Linked DNA regions of Rattus norvegicus: region 1 is linked to region 2. The links are chromatin contacts, called in public Hi-C maps. All regions are on one chromosome and are shown on one strand. Each heading gives the region's core, a stretch centred on a gene start, on an enhancer-like site or on the middle of the called end of the contact. The rest is flanking DNA. Distances are from core to core; before and after follow the strand shown.

Region 1 (4,403 bases), core at 849-3,348, 120 kb before region 2:
CAGGAGCAAACAGGCTACATAAAGAATACTCCCAGGAAAAACAGAGCAGAGAGTCCCACAGCTTCCTTCCATCCTGCCAGATGCATCTTCTGTCCAGCGAGTGGTTTTAAATAAAACCTTAGTGATGTGTTTTTAATCACTTCTTGCTTACTCTCCCCCCCCCAGGCCCAGCTCTTGTATTTGTTACTCTTGGACATAAGTAGCCACCATCCAACAGGCCTCTTAGGAAACCAACATCTATGCTAAGGGTTTTCTTTACTGTCAGGGCAAGCACATTCTTCCTGGGCTCCCAATCTCCTTTCACTTAACCCTTCTGCAGCCGCTTTCCTCTGCTTTGGTCACTAGTCCTTTGGACCAGCTGATCCCCTGGATGAGGAAGTCTCTGCCCATCTCACAGTTCAGTACTAGGAGCAGAGTGAGCTGTGAATTCTCTCCTTGCTTGGCGCTGTCTGATATTCAGTGACTAGCGAACACAGGAAAGTCTCCCTTGGATTTCAGTTTTTTTGTGCCAGCATTTTTTGCAGGTGTAAAAACCGACAGAGATGAGGGAAATCTGAGAGAATGGAACATGCCACAAATAGACTCAGCGTGCCTTTAGAACAGGAATGCAGAGATTCGGTAATGGTCCCAGATCTAAAGGGCAGTGCGCTTACCTAACACGCCTATGCTTTGAGCTAAGCAAACAGGTTCACCATCTCCTTAGCAACCAGAATACAAACACGTCTTACCTGAATTATCCAGTCTCTTTGCCAAAGCCGCTCACTGTGAGTGGGGGAGGAGACAGGTGTTTGGTGAAAGAGTCCACATAATAGCATTTATCTCTGTCTCCCAACCTCATTAACACCTCACTTGTCTGATCTGTCAGCCATTGCCTTGACTTCTGGTAAAAGGTTAATACAAACTCAACTTTCTGTCAGTCAATGCCTTTTAGGAGACTGATTAAAAAATATATTTTTTGCAAGGTTTTTCTGGAAAGCTCTATTTATGATGACACATTTAAATGGGCAAACACAGTAATTATAAGTTGCCTCTTCTGCATATGCAGGCAAGACCTTCGTAGTCACCACTGCAGCCCTCTCCCACCATCCCCCAAGGGACTTTGCATTCCTGCTTGTTCCGTGACAATACAGGCCATGCCAGGCACAAAGTGTTTGATGCAAATCATGTCCAGGGAGCCACTTGATTATCGGAACTTGTCAAAAATAACTGGAAGCTCGGTCTCTAACACTTAAGAGTCTGAGAGGTAATGTCTCTAGAGAGAAGCAGCAAATGAAGGAATCCAATCAAGAGAACATGACAAGCTCTCAGAGCTCAGTCTAGAATGTTCTTTGTCTATGACTTTCATCATCTTTGTCTTCCAAGGCTGACTGAGTAGACTCCCAGTGTGGCCCCTAAGACTGCTTTTTGAGCAAGGGAGTCATCACAGTGGATACACACGCCCACACTCAACCTATATATCTTCTTGGAAGAGCCTTCTTAGGGGCAGGAGGACAGGAGCCCAATTGGGGCATGGAGAAAATACCAGTGTAAGAACCCCAATTCTTCAAAACAAGTGAGAAGCAAATATGGGAGAACAAAGTGGGCCACCTCCTGCCACCTCCCTGAGCTGGGTCTTTCTAGGATGTTTGGAAACTCTGGGACATAGAAGATACATGTGAATGATGAGTGTACCACACCCATAAGGATCTGGCTGCGAATGCTAGGACCTCTGTCATGTGTGTAGAAACCCATGTAGTATAGCAAACCACAGAAGTATTACATGTTAGCCTAACCACAGAACAACTGCCAAACACGGGTCTGGAAGGAAAGGCTGCTATTTTCCACAAGTTGAGATGTAGGCTGTTTTCTTGCCAGCTTTAGCCCTTGGAACTCACTGAGCAGAGCTTATAAAATCGAGGGGGTTGAGGCAGTGAGGAAGAGGCATAATGGAACAAAGAAGAATGCCTACCAATCACCAAAACTCTCCTGGTGGCAAGAAAGTGGGAAGAAAGCAGGGCCATAAGGAATGACTGGAGATGCATCTCAGGCAGCCTCCTCATAGGATTCAGGATCCAGCCAGATGGTGTCATGGTGCCAAATTCAGAGACAGAGACTAGCCATGTGGCTGCCTCTGCCCTGCCAGACCTGGCTTAGCATGGAGAGCATGCTGATTCATTGACAGACGTAAACTTGGAGTGAGAGAGAAAGATTTATGGGAAATGATTGCACAATATTAGCTCTCCCAAACTGAGGTCTTGTGCAACTCCCAGACTGTTGTACCTACTGCTATTAATTTACATAGCATGTATTTTATGCCTACTCAACTGGAGTAACTAACACCCAGTGATGGGAGACGACAGTAGATTCATGGCCCAGCTGAGCAGGAAGCTCTCAGATTCAGTTTGTATCAAATACTTCACATGGGGCATGACTTGCATTGTTACAGAACAAACAGGAGTATGAAGTCCCTCCAGAGGAGTAAAGGCCACAGTGGCACCAGCACAGGTTTCACCTTCTCATGCAAAAGATGCTATTCATAGTTACTGTCTTTGTCCATTTAGGTATGTCTCTATAAATAGAACTTTCCAGAAACCTTCCTAGCAATTTTCTTTTTATCAGTCTCCTAAATGGTGTTGATGGAGAGGTGAGGTCACACTAACCCTTCACCAGGAAGCCAAGTCACGGGGAGTAAATGAGACAAGTCAAATACTGCCTGGTCTCAGCTCACCTCGCCTACCAACTTCCTCTGCACCAGAGCCCCATGCAGTGGGAGGCGTTGTTTCTATTCCCATTTTGCAGAGGGAAAATATGAAGTATAGTTTCTCTGGTCTCCCAGGAATGCAAGAGCCAAGACTTAAACATCACTACTTTTATCTGTATGGAGTTACTCCACGTGTGTTTCCTCTATTTACTTGTGTACCAGTGCTGTACTAAGCAACTGACAGAGGCCAAAAAGGACAAAAAATTCTCTGAAGATGATTCTAGTCTGAGGGAAAAAGAAAGCACTGTATCTTAACCACATAAGGGCATCCAGAAAATATCAGACTATCAGGTTCTTCTGGTGAGAATGGAGTCAAATGAGGAATTAGTAACCCCCCTTCCCCTGTACTTAAAAAAAAATTAAACTGACCATCATATATATAGACATGTATTAGCACAGAAGCACTGAAAACAGGCATTGAATTTGACCCACACTTCAGGGTGGACACACCTTGGCCCAGGTGGTCTGGCTCTAGAGCAGCTCGTATATCAAAGACTTGAGCTGGGGAAGATATCACACTCAGAGTCTATTCCTAGCCCTCCTGCATTCTCCATACTTCATCTTTTAAAAGAAGAAAAATGATCTCATGGATAAGACAATAATGCTAGACACCCCTCTGCAGAGGTTGCACAACTGAGAACTTTCTGTGCTGGTGATCCACTCTAAGATGCTGTCTCTTCGTTTACAGGATTCTGGATGATTTCATAGAACAACTTTTGTGTTCCAGGTCAGCCCTGTTAAGTTACTTCAGCCTAGTGTGCTTTGCCTATGATTGTTACTTTGCTCTTAAGAAATAAAATAACCCATAATGTAAGAAACACTGTGAGCCAACCCTATTGGGACAAACGTGTAAATCCCAGCTTCTTTAGAGGTAGAAGCAGGGACAACCACAAGCTGGAGACCTGCCCTGGCTTCAGCATGAGTTCCAACCTGTTCTGAATGGCCAGTAAGACCCTGTCTCAGAAAGTCAAAATGAAGCCTGAGGATCTGCCATTGGTGGAACCCTTACTTGTGTAAGGTTCAATTCCTGGGGAATGTAAAAAAGGAAGGGGAAGAAAGAGGCATGGGAGGAGCCTTCCATTTGTTTATTTACTGTCATGTAAAGTATGTAGTTCATGTCTGGTATATGGAAGGTGCCTAATAAACGTGAGTTTTCTTCATTGCCCCTCCAACTCAACCACTTCTCATAAAAGACGCCTTGAGAAAGATAGATTTATCCAACTGATGAGCAGACATGTTTTGAATGTCTGTAGTTTGTAAGATGATAAACCAAGGGTAAAACTGAGTCACAGTCATACTCCTATTTGCATTACTACATTGATATTTGCATTTCTTATAAGTCTGACTTATAAGTAGTTTTTATTCATTTGTCAACTGAGTTGTCTGTTCTTTTCTCCATGATTATACCATAGCTTATCCTTTGTAATATATATTAAATAGATTTTTCCCAAGGTTAGGGGTTTATTATGCATGTAGCCCAGGCTAATCTAGAACTAGCAATCCTCCTGCCTTCAACCACCCAAGTGCCAAGATTGCACATATATGCTATCAGGTCCACCTTTTAATTTAGATGGACCAAACAGGTAAAGACATTGGCCACCAAGTGTGAAGATCTGCTCTGATTTCCATCCCCAGGATCACCATTGTGGAAGGGCAGAAACAA
Region 2 (4,722 bases), core at 1,839-4,338:
GCTTTCCATTGCTAAGACAAGCGCCTGTGAAAATTAACTTAAAAGAAGGTCTATTCTGTGTCATGGCTTTGTAGTCAATAGTCGATTAGCCCTGCTGGAGGGGCCTGTGGTGGCAGGGTACGTCATGGCAGAAGCACGTGGCAAAGGAAGCCTGTTAGACCCATAGCAGCTGAAAAGCAAAGTAAGGGACTAGAAGAACCCGAGTCCTCATATCCCCTTCCAAGGGCATTCGGCCAATGACTTAACTTCCTCTGGCAATGCCTTACCTCTTAAGAGTTCAACTCTACCTCCAAGTGGCTGGAGACCAAACCTTTAACACATTATCCCTCAGGAGACACTCCCATCCTAAACTGTAGCACTGATACAAAACACTCTGCAGAAACCTGGAACAGTGTCTGTTTACCAGTTTGGGCAGTTGACACATAAAATGAACCGTAACGGTCACGTAGAGAAGGGCCCAGTCAGCACGGGGACCAGCCAGAATCAGAGGAGACTGAAGGAGAAAGTTCCAGAGGCCGTCACCAAAGGCAACTTCAAGAGTAAAGCCTGGACTATGCTCCGTGAGTGACAGAGAGGAGGGGTGGAGCAATACTGTCTTGGAGCCTTTCCAGGTCCCCAGGATACCTTGCATCCTCCCGTTGCTGTCCCCAATGAAGTCCTATGAGTGGGATTCTTTCTAACCCAGCTATCCTGGATTAGAGCAGGGGCATCATGAATCTCCACGAATTATCGGGTAACCCCATTCTAGAAGTTTAGAAGCAGCTGCATTTCCCAGGACAAACCATACTGACTGTCAGGGGCTATCATGCTACACAACATGGAATCTTGTTCCTAGGAAACTTGCTGTTACGGCTTTGACTACTTGTACACTTACAAACAACCAGAACGACTGAAATCAAGTGTGAGTACTGGGGCCTGAAAATGGTTTGGGGTTTGCTTTGAGACGGGATCTTAGGTCTACCAGGCTGGCTTCAAACTGATCCTCTTGCCGCTGCCTCTGGGGTACTGGGATGATAGGTGAGCACCTCCACTCCCAGGGGAGCACCACCACTCCCAGGTGAGCACCGCCACTCCCAGGTGAGCACCACCACTCCCAGGTGAGAACCACCGCTCCTCCCAGGTGAGCACCACCACTCCCAGGTGAGCACCACCACTCCCAGGTGAGCACCGCCACCCCCAGATGAGCACCACCACTCTCAGGTGAGCACCTCCACTCCTCCCAGGTGAGCACCACCACTCCCAGGTGAGCACCACCACTCCTCCCAGGTGAGCACCACCACTCTCAGGTGAGCACCACCACTCCTCCCAGGTGAGCACCACCACTCCTCCCAGGTGAGCACCACCACTCCCAGGTGAGCACCACCACTCCTCCCAGGTGAGCACCACCACTCCCAGGTGAGCACCACCACTCCCAGGTGAGCACCACCACTCCCAGGTGAGCACCACCACTCCTCCCAGGTGAGCACCACCACTCCTCCCAGGTGAGCACCACCACTCCCAGGTGAGTACCACCACTCCTCCCAGGTGAGCACCACCACTCCCAGGTGAGCACCGCCACTCCTCCCAGGTGAGCACCACCACTCCCAGGTGAGCACCACCACTCCCAGGTGAGCACCGCCACCCCCAGGTGAGCACCACCACTCTCAGGTGAGCACCACCCCTCCCAGGTGAGCACCTCCACTCCCAGGTGAGCACCACCACTCCCAGCTCATATGGGATCAAGCACAGGGCTCTACCCATAGCAGGCAAGCCCTGTGCCAACTGAGCCATCCCCAGCTCTGCATAGGCCGTTTCTATCTGTAAGGCTTAGCTGCGTAAAAAGGAGCCACTCCGACAGTGATGGGTCACCCAGCTGCTCAGCACCAACACCGCTGCCCAGGTTTGCTCTTTTAATTGTTTTTTCAGAGTTTTCTGGAAGAGATCAAATCTTACTGACATCATTTTTTTTCTTTTTTCTTTTTTTTTTTTTCTCTCTCTTTTCTTTTTTTTCGGAGCTGGGGATCGAACCCAGCGCTTTGCGCTCGCTAGGCAAGCGCTCTACCGCTGAGCTAAATCCCCAACCCCCTGACATCATTTTTAATAGAAATTTCTGTCTCTTCTACATGGGCTCTTTAGAGGACAAGGCCTGTGACATATACAAGTATATGTATGGCCCGTACAGGACACAGTATCTGGTATGTTGTAGATATAGATAGATATATTTTTAAGTTCTCCTCTCAAATACCTCTCACGGAAAGGCCCATCAGGCGGACTGCACCGTTGCCAACTGTACTGTTCAGATGGCGTTGCAATAACAGACAACCTGAACCTTTCAGCGTTTACCTCAACCAAGGTTGACATCTTATGAAACCAATGGCTAAGCTACAGCTTTTCTAAAAACCCTCCTTCATTCTAAGACCCAACAGGAAAGAGAAAGAGAGACAGGGGGCCGTGTTATGACTTTGAAAGCGCCTTGACAATGGTGGCACAGTTCCCTGTACTCATTTCTGCCAGCCCCAGCAAATCTCATAGCCAAGGCTGACGTTAATAGAGCAGGAATACAATCTTTCCACCAGAGTGAGGGATGCCAAAACTCACACGACCGTGCCTGGCAGCATGGGACAGTGCTGTACAATCCTCTAACAGACAGAGACACCAAGACTAGGAATACAAGCAGCACACAGTATGTCATGTTTAAAAAAAAGCAGGAGAGCTGTGTGCTTGGTTGAAGATTTAGCTAAAGGGGGAGACACGCTGAAGGAAGTCTGGACTCGAGGCTTTCCCCAGGACGCCACAGCTGTTTCCAGGTCCCCAGCTTGAGAATCACCCACCCTGCTCTGTGCTTTAGGTCAGCTCTCAGGAGTGTCACGTGGAGTCGTCACAGGAAAACATTTGGCCCTTGGATGTTTTATTCATAAAGATCATATGTCCAAGGGAATACGAGCTAGCCAAGTCAGAGGAAATTAACGAGTATAAATCAAGAAACGCAGGCCGAGCCAAAACGGGAATTTTCAGAAAATGAAGTCATCTTAACCAGTGCCTTGGTTTACTTAGAGGTAGACAGCCAGAGGCTTGGTGAGCCCTGTGGAGAACAAGAAGCAAAGGGCAAAGGGCAAAGGAAAAACAAGGCAGGTACTGTAGGCTGACTCTGGCTGCTGGCTGATTGCATCCAGTATGAACCGGAATGAAGAGCCAGGGAAGAGTCTGGCACCAGCTATTCACAAAGGGACTTAACCATGACCCTTGCTTAACTTAAGCAAGTCTGCATGTCCAGACTTACTTCCAGCATCACCGATAGCACTGGTCTCAAATGGGCACCCAGGCTGCCTATGCTTAATACCTGGTTGTCTCTGGCCAGCAAATTAGCTTAGCTCAAAGAAAATGCCAGACCGCATGCAGACCCTCACATGGAGAAAACATCAGAATTAACTATTGTTTTAAAACTTGACTCATTCCATTAAGTTGCATGGCAGGATCCTCAGCCCATCTCTAAGGATGAGCATAAAAGCCCTGGGTTGTCACATCAACAACAGAGGCTTCTGAGATCCACGCACCGGTAACCGGTCCAAGGGAATCAGGCTTGGACAGGGTCAGGCATGAATCCAAGCTGCCTACGATGTATCAGGTGGCCGAGCATGATACAGCACATGCTGTCCTGGGTAATTCTTTCAAAAGAACAGAAAAAATGCTGTCCTTGGCCAGAAGACAAACTCCTTTCTGAACCCACCATTCTTCACCCAAACACCCACAAGCTAAGGCTTGCAAGTCACGGGCCACGGTGCAATGCTTCCTTTTCAAGCCCTTTAGAGCCGAGCGTGTGTCCCTGTTCAGCGTGCTAGTAGAGACAATCTCTGGGCGCCTTTAAGGACAAAAGAAGGTTCCACAAAGCAAGTTCCGTGGTGTCTTGCTCTCCGGGAACGATTGGCAAGGTTTCCTCCGCTGGGCTTCTCAAAAACACAGTCCAGAAGGCAGGCTCAGAATTGCAGCCTGGCCACAGGCCACAGCTCAGCAGATGCATGCGTTCATAAGCACGTCAAATACAGCACTCCAGGCCTAAATTCACAGGCCTGGCATTGATCTGGGAAGCTAGACACAGGCAGCCCGGTGCCTCCTAGATGGAATTGCTACAACTGTTTTACTGTGGGAACCTGTGCTAGACGCACACAAAGGGACACAGAAAAGGTTATCTTCATTCTCGGAGGAAAAAAACGATCACAAAGGACACCGCAGAGCTAGGGTCTGATAACCCAAGAGTGCTTGGCAGACAACGCACAGAACACATGGATTTGCAGCTGAAGCATCTTTGGACATTCGGTGTACACTGGCTATGGAGACCTAGGTACCAGCCACCACACTTGGTGCCAACAGGAAACAAGAGGTAAATGAAACCTGGCTCCCATCGGAGGATAAAGTACCTGCAGTATTTGAGGAGAGGGCTCCCCCCATACTGGGGAGGCTAAAGACAGCTCAACTGGAGGGAACCATGTCTTCTCAAGGACCAAGGAGCCAGGCAAGCGTAGGCACAAAGAGCGAACACTGGCACCATGCATGTGCAGAGGTGTTCTGCCAGAGGTGTCACTACATGGCACCCCCTTTCCTGGATGCTGAGATTTGAGGGGCTCACAGCTGTTATTTGTCTCTGGAAGTTTTCTTCTGCTGTCCGCAGTACCTCACGTAGATGCGGCTATGGTTTGACTATGAAATGTCCTTCCCAGGCTCGTGGGTCAGGGTCTTCATCTCCAG

Evidence for each region. Hi-C and Micro-C count contacts between places; a contact is called where the count stands out from the background.
Region 1: a Hi-C map of liver shows a contact between it and region 2, with 2.2 times the contacts expected there. The contact joins two enhancer-like sites.

The regions. Positions count from the first base shown.
Region 1 is chr15:58,487,491-58,491,893 of GRCr8, reverse strand. The region is part of intron 1 of LOC102546462 (a long non-coding RNA gene); the gene reads right to left. Among named protein-coding and RNA genes, the nearest start is that of Serp2, 180 kb to the right of the region's middle. Within about 2 kb of position 2,098, at least 10 of the 93 cell types and tissues checked have an H3K27ac peak or open chromatin away from gene starts, as enhancers often do. A contact at or near this core is called in liver, where this site is marked.
Region 2 is chr15:58,370,282-58,375,003 of GRCr8, reverse strand. No RefSeq gene overlaps it. Among named protein-coding and RNA genes, the nearest start is that of Serp2, 59 kb to the right of the region's middle. Within about 2 kb of position 3,088, at least 17 of the 93 cell types and tissues checked have an H3K27ac peak or open chromatin away from gene starts, as enhancers often do. A contact at or near this core is called in liver, where this site is marked.